Regions from separate parts of the Sus scrofa genome. Here region 2 is linked to region 1. The links are chromatin contacts, called in public HiChIP or PLAC-seq maps. All regions are on one chromosome and are shown on one strand. The core of a region is the stretch at or near the end of the contact, and the rest is flanking DNA. Distances in the headings are between cores, read along the strand shown. Region 1 overlaps TRAM2 (translocating chain-associated membrane protein 2). Region 2 overlaps LOC110261540 (a long non-coding RNA gene).

Region 1 (3,045 bases), core at 365-2,864:
TCAAAAGAACCAGCTGGTGGACTGGCTGTAGGAAACGGTTCTCATATTCTTTTCAGAATTTCTGTCCTCTGTAGCCCTCCATGGTTTCAGAATTCTTCCACGTGTTATCTTGTCCACTCCTCGTAACCACTCACGGGACGGAGGGTCCAATGCCCCAGCCCAGCCACTAAAGCCACCTCAGGGTCAACAGGAGGTTGGGAGCCCTTTTTTTTTTGGCCAAGCCCATGGCATGTGGAAGTTTCCAACCAAGATCAAGCCTGAGCTACAGCAGTATAGCAGTGACAGTGCCAAACCCTTAACTGCTAGGCCACCAGGGAACTCACGACCCTTTCCTGTAAGAAGTTGCTCCTTTGCTCCCTTCCTCCTACACCCTAACAAGCAGCATCATACCCACGTACTTACAAGCCATACTCTGATTCATACAATTTATCTCTAGCGCTTTCCCCTTATCTGCTATCTTCCTATTTTGATCAGAACAGGAAAGCAGATTGGTCTGGTCTCCTTCTGCTTGCCACAGAGCTATGGAGGTTGGAAATTCATGTTTTTTAGGAGGCCATAAACAAATAGGGTTTTTTTTTTTTCCTTTCTCTTTTTAACTGTTTGGTTGCTCACTAATTATTTATTTATTTATTTTTTATTTTGTCTTTTTAGGGCTACACCCGTGGGGTATGGCGGTTCCCAGGCTAGGGGTCTAATCGGAGCTACAGCTTCCAGCCTGCATCACAGCTATAGCAACATAGGATCTGACCCACGTCTGCGACCTACACCACAGCTCACGGCAACATCAGATCCTTAACCCACTAAGTGAGGCCAGGGATCGAACGCACAACCTCATGGTTCCTAGTTGGATTCGTTGCCACTGCGCCATGACAGGAACTCCCACCACCATTTTTCCTTAAACATGTGGCCCTTTTGGTTTGTCTTTCACATCTCCACTCAGAAAGAGAAACAAGTTTAAGAAAGCTCCACTTCCCCTTTCACCTTATTGAAAGAAGAACAACAAGTGGGACCCGTGGTGACTGCCAGGTAGTCTCCATGTCAGGGACAGACTAGGGAGGAGTGGCAACTGTGGAAAACTGCAGAGTGCATGTTCCCTGGGGTGAAGGAAGGAGTCAGGAGAGGCCCAGTGTGGCCAGATCGCCCCTGTTTCAAAAGCAAAGAGAGAGATCCTCTACAGAAATCATCAGAGTTTAAAATGGTGGTGACTGATTTCACAATTTTAAAAACACTTTATGGGCCAACCCCAAACTGGCCAAAGAAAACACACGCACAAGCCAACTCTGACCACAGGCCACCACTTTGCAATCCCCGGCCCAGATGACGCCTGGCACCTTCCCAGCACCCATATTCTGTGGGTCTTCTCCCTAGATATGGCCACGAAGTAGGTCAGTGTACCCCCTGAGGGGTTAACCTGGCCCTGGAGGAAGCACCTTCAAATAATGACCTTCCCTCTGAGGACAAGTTATCTGGTCTCCTGTCAAAGTGATGCTCGCTTTCTCTCTCTGGCCACAGTTTAAAAAAAGAGCCAACATGATAAGAGCCTGGTTGTGCTGACAACCTCAGGTGGAGCCAGCCCTTTAGGGAGCCCTGACCGCCTGTTTAGCTTCCTGTGATTAAGAGATGTTTTCCTGTCTCCCCTGGTGTCACCTGTAAGCAGCATCTCCCACCTGCCTTCGCATGTCCCGTCTTATCCAGATATGGCTGTGCGATCTCTGACCCCTTCCCCACCACTGGAGCTGGCTGGTGGCCACTTGTGGCTGATGTCCCATCTTCTCTCCCCTTAGAGTCCAGGCACTTGCCACTGAGGCTTCTGCCTTTGTCTGAATAAATGTCCAAATAAAAAAGGGTGGTTTAGGGAGTTCCCGGCGTGGCGTAGGATCCCGCGTTGCTGTGGCTGTGGTGTAGGCCCGCAGCTGTAGCTCCAACTCGACCCCTAGCCTGGGAACCTCCATATGCCGCGGATGTGGCCCTAGAAAGCAAAAAAGCCAAAAAAAATTTAAAAAATAAAGAGCATCACTGCACAACCTGGATGCCTCTTTCTCTCCCCATTTCCTTCCTGACCCCTGCAAACCTCATTTGTAAGTGTTGCTCTCTATTGGTTTGTGCTTACAGCCAACTCTATTTCTCCCCGATTTTGAATCTTTCGCAAGATCTATAAACCCAGAATTTAGATATGAAAAAACACCATAAGCAAAATAAACAGGCAAAGAGGATGAGGGGAAACATTTACAGTTGGAATCATAAACAAAGACAAATCTCGCTAATGTGTGAAGAGCTCCTTGAACTTGAGGATGAAAGGATGATAAACCCAAAAGAAGAATGGGCAAAGGATATGAAAAGACAATTCACAGAGGAAAGCAACACAGACAGATGGCCCTTATATATTTAAAAGGATGCTCAGCCTCACACAGAAGAAAAATGAATTAGAACTACAATGAGATACCATTTCACACCTATCAAATTGGCAGAAATCCAACACTCCAAAGCTTGATGCTCACTCTTGCTAAGGCTGTGGGGGAAACAGGTTATCTCTCTCTCTCTCTCTCTCTCTCTCTCTCTCTCACTGCTGGCAAGATGCAAAATGTACCACCTCTTCAGAAGGGCGATTTGGCGATCTCCACCGAGATTACAAACACATCAACCCTTTGATGGGAATTTATCATCTATCCACACATGCTACTCTCAAAATGGCACATGTACAAGGTTACACACAGTTTTTAAAAACAAGCTAATGGAAACAACTCGAGTAGTTTTCAGTACAGGGTAAATAGACCAGAGTTACAACACCGGGGCTTAGAACAGTTATAAGCAGGTGTGGCTGTGGACCTCGCAGAGCCGAGGTGCGCACTGCCTTACATCCCCTCCAGGGCCATGAATCAGAAGCTTGGGTACAGCCCAGAAATCCAAGCTTCACAGCCCCAGGCAATGCTGACGCAAGCTAACAAGCACTGATGTCAACAACGGAGCTGTCTCAAAAACCAGGGAGAAACGGCAAGAAGAGAAGAGGCAAGAACAGGTAAAGCTAATCAGGAGAAGGGAAAGCAG
Region 2 (3,114 bases), core at 496-2,995, 100 kb after region 1:
GCAGAGGAAACAGTCCGTGCAAAGATCCTGAGGCAGGAAATAGTGTGCTGTATTTGAAGGAAGAGTGACCACAGTGTAAAGTAAGAGAGTGGGAAGAGCAAGAGAAGGAAGTGGGGCCATGTCCGCTGTCTGAAGAAGTCCAGTCCGTGGCCAAAGACCAAGGGGAAGTCGTTGAGGAGTGATTCAGAGACCCCTCTGGCCACCTCTCTCCCCTTGGGGATTTCTCTCTACTGGCCTGAAGTCTTTTTTATGTTTTTAAATTTTATTTATTTTATTTTATTTTATTTTTTGCTTTTTAGGGCTGCACTTGGGCATATGGAAGTTCTGAGGCTAGGGATCACATCAGAGCTTCAGCTACCTACCTACACCACAGCCTCAGCAACATGGGATCTGAGCCACGTCTGCAACCTACACCACAGCTCACAGCAACGCCAGATTCTTAACCCACTGAGTGAGGCCAGGGATCAAACCCGAGTCCTCATGTATACTATTCAGGTTCTTAACCACTGAGCTACAATGGGAGCTCCTGGCCTGCTGTCTTGAGGCTGTTACCAAGCTCAGACTCTCCTGAATGCCTCACTCCTCTTTATCTTGTGATCATATCCTGCTGATATTGTACCATATTGTACCCCCTCCTCCCACCACTAGGATTTTTCTAGCAGCTTTCTAGCAAAATCAGATGTGGACCCCTAATATATTAATCAGACAAAAGCAGAACCAGTCAGATCAAAGACAGTTACAAGAGGAGATGGAGCCTTTGGGAACACCGTCTGCTCCATTCTCATGAGGGTCCCCAAACATCTCTCTGGGGCTCTGACAATCCTATTTTGAAAAACATGTCCCTAAGCCGCAACTTTGCCAACTACAATTCCCAGGGACTCATTCTTTCAGCAAACATTTAATGAATCCTTGCCATGTATCAGGCGCGAAGGAGGTACCGAGAATATGAAGGCGATTATGACAATTAAAGGAGGAATTCGCGTGGATGAATGATTCATGCATCGCCAAGTGCTGTGCATTAGCTGAGGGCGGAGCCGGGACCAAGGTGGCTCACAGGGGACACGGGTGGAGAAGACTTCAAGAATAGATGAAGCTGGAGTGAAAAGGAATCACTCCTGCCCCCCTGCCCATCTCAGACCCCACTGCCTCGATGGGGACCCGCCTCTCACTATGCTAAAACAACTGCCCTAGGCTTTCAGGAGAAAGGTCTTGAGTGAGTGCCCAGGTTCTATGACAACCATGGTGTAAGTGAGCTCGTGTTGGGTTTTAATTTCCTGCATTTTCTGGATGGGAAAAAGAAGATGGGAAACTTCACATGGTTTTAGACCCCAAATTGTCTTCCCTGCTCCCAAATGGAGGGACTGAACAGGGAACGCTCTGTATCCCTCAGAGTGTTTCCTCCCAACCAAGGCTCCTCTCAGAAGGAGCAGTGGACCTCCTGTCTGGTGTCAGAGCCTTGGACTGGGATCCTCCATCAGGTCTAGCATATTCTTAGTCTCTGGGGTTCTCCTTGACAATCCAGAATTCTAGGGAGAGCTGGCTTCCATTTGCTCAGTAATTATCCAGCAATCATGCATAACAACTAAAAGTTCCTATCAGTCCTAAAACAGTAAATGCAATAAATTTAAAGTCTTAAAACAATAAGGGATGTAATGGTAGGCTGAGGCTCTGTGATCATCAGGACAACTGGCTATTCAGAGAAAAAGACTTCAGGACCGGATGTTGGGTTGTGCAAGCCAGGCAGTCTGTTGTTTAATTGTTTTATCTCTGGTGACTCATTCGGCGTCTTGAGCTTAGCCTCAGGCCAGGTTTGGATAACAACAGCCAAAGAAGTCAGCTCTTTCCTCCTCTATAAGATCTTTCTTCCAACAAAAAATTAGCTCTGTCTTTGTCCCTACAAACTCAAACCACCTTTACATTTTCCTATATGTTGTAAAGCCCTAGCTCAGTGTTCTGGGATGCCTGCACCACTTATCATGTTTTTATAATGTTTTAAAAAAATTTTTATGCTATTTTTCTCCTTAGGTAATGTATTTTTGTCTGCCAGAGGAGAGGGTAAACTCCTGTCAGGCTCAGGGAATGCTTTTCCCATGTTGGAATTTATGGTTTTTTCCTACCTCCACTACACTCAGTACAGTGTCAGGCAAGCAGGCCCTCTATAAATATTTGTGTGAATGAATAACCACGGTCTGCCCTGTGTGCTATGCAGCCAGTCTCACTGGCATGAGGGGACTCAGCTGAGGCATTTGTGAAGACAAGAGGCAGCTGGGAGGGCTGCATACAGCTCCCAGCTGGCAGGCAGACACAGACCCCAGGTCAAGCACCTGTGACAGTTAACATCCTTATGCCTAAGGAAAAAAAAAAAAAAGCCCCTAATTAAACCTGATTTGAGGGTGATTACCACTTAGTTAACCCCAGTTTGGACTACTTATCACTAGGCCTCACTTGCACCCTTTCCTTTAGTTGTAATTTAGTCTATTTTTTTTTTTATCATCACATTTCACTTCTTTATCCAAGAGAATGCTTCCTGAAAACAGCCCACCAGAGAATTCTAAGAGCACTGTGTGCTTATATTCCCTTTTTTATTTCCTCTGACAGCGGGCAGTTAGAGTTTCATCTCCTTCAACCAAGGTGAAAAAGTTGAAGGGTGTGTAGTGCAGCTGATGGGAGGGAGCAGGATAGTTACACAGGTAGTTGTAGAAGTCCCAATAGGGGACCATGGATGGAGAGAGAAACCCAGGGGACTTTGGGAGACCACCATAAGTTAATAATCCCTCAAGAAAGCCATCAGAACGAAGCAGGCTTGCTTAACTACAAAACACAAATTAAAGCCTGAGATATGCCATAGGTCATTAAAATAAGGCCTGCATTCAGGTTCAGCAAGACAATGACCCTTAGGACCTAGGGCAGGAGTTTAAGGATTGCCCTTCTGCTGATTTGAATACGCACCTTGACAGTCCTAGTTTGACCTTATAGGGTTGAATACTCTCTCACCAGATATGGAGGAGAAGCTCCTCCTCCAAGAAAGAGGACGAGGTGGTTTTTTCCCACCCCCAACCCCCTTGGATTATAAAACTGCAGCCCACCTAATCCTCAGGGCAGAGCCTTCTTGCC

The links. HiChIP or PLAC-seq counts read pairs in DNA pulled down with a chosen protein or histone mark.
Region 2: a contact with region 1 is called in an H3K27ac HiChIP or PLAC-seq map of alveolar macrophages. The contact joins two enhancer-like sites. A contact is called at or near these places in 2 of 47 Hi-C or Micro-C datasets (embryonic fibroblasts and fibroblasts) and 1 of 2 datasets of contacts at active chromatin or transcription factors (alveolar macrophages).

What each region holds. Positions count from the first base shown.
Region 1 is chr7:46,346,952-46,349,996 of Sscrofa11.1, forward strand. All of the region lies in intron 2 of TRAM2 (translocating chain-associated membrane protein 2), which reads right to left. Among named protein-coding and RNA genes, the nearest start is that of TRAM2, 59 kb to the right of the region's middle. Within about 2 kb of position 1,615, at least 13 of the 83 cell types and tissues checked have an H3K27ac peak or open chromatin away from gene starts, as enhancers often do. A contact at or near this core is called in alveolar macrophages, where this site is marked.
Region 2 is chr7:46,448,841-46,451,954 of Sscrofa11.1, forward strand. The region is part of intron 2 of LOC110261540 (a long non-coding RNA gene); the gene reads right to left. Among named protein-coding and RNA genes, the nearest start is that of TRAM2, 43 kb to the left of the region's middle. Within about 2 kb of position 1,746, at least 31 of the 83 cell types and tissues checked have an H3K27ac peak or open chromatin away from gene starts, as enhancers often do. A contact at or near this core is called in alveolar macrophages, where this site is marked.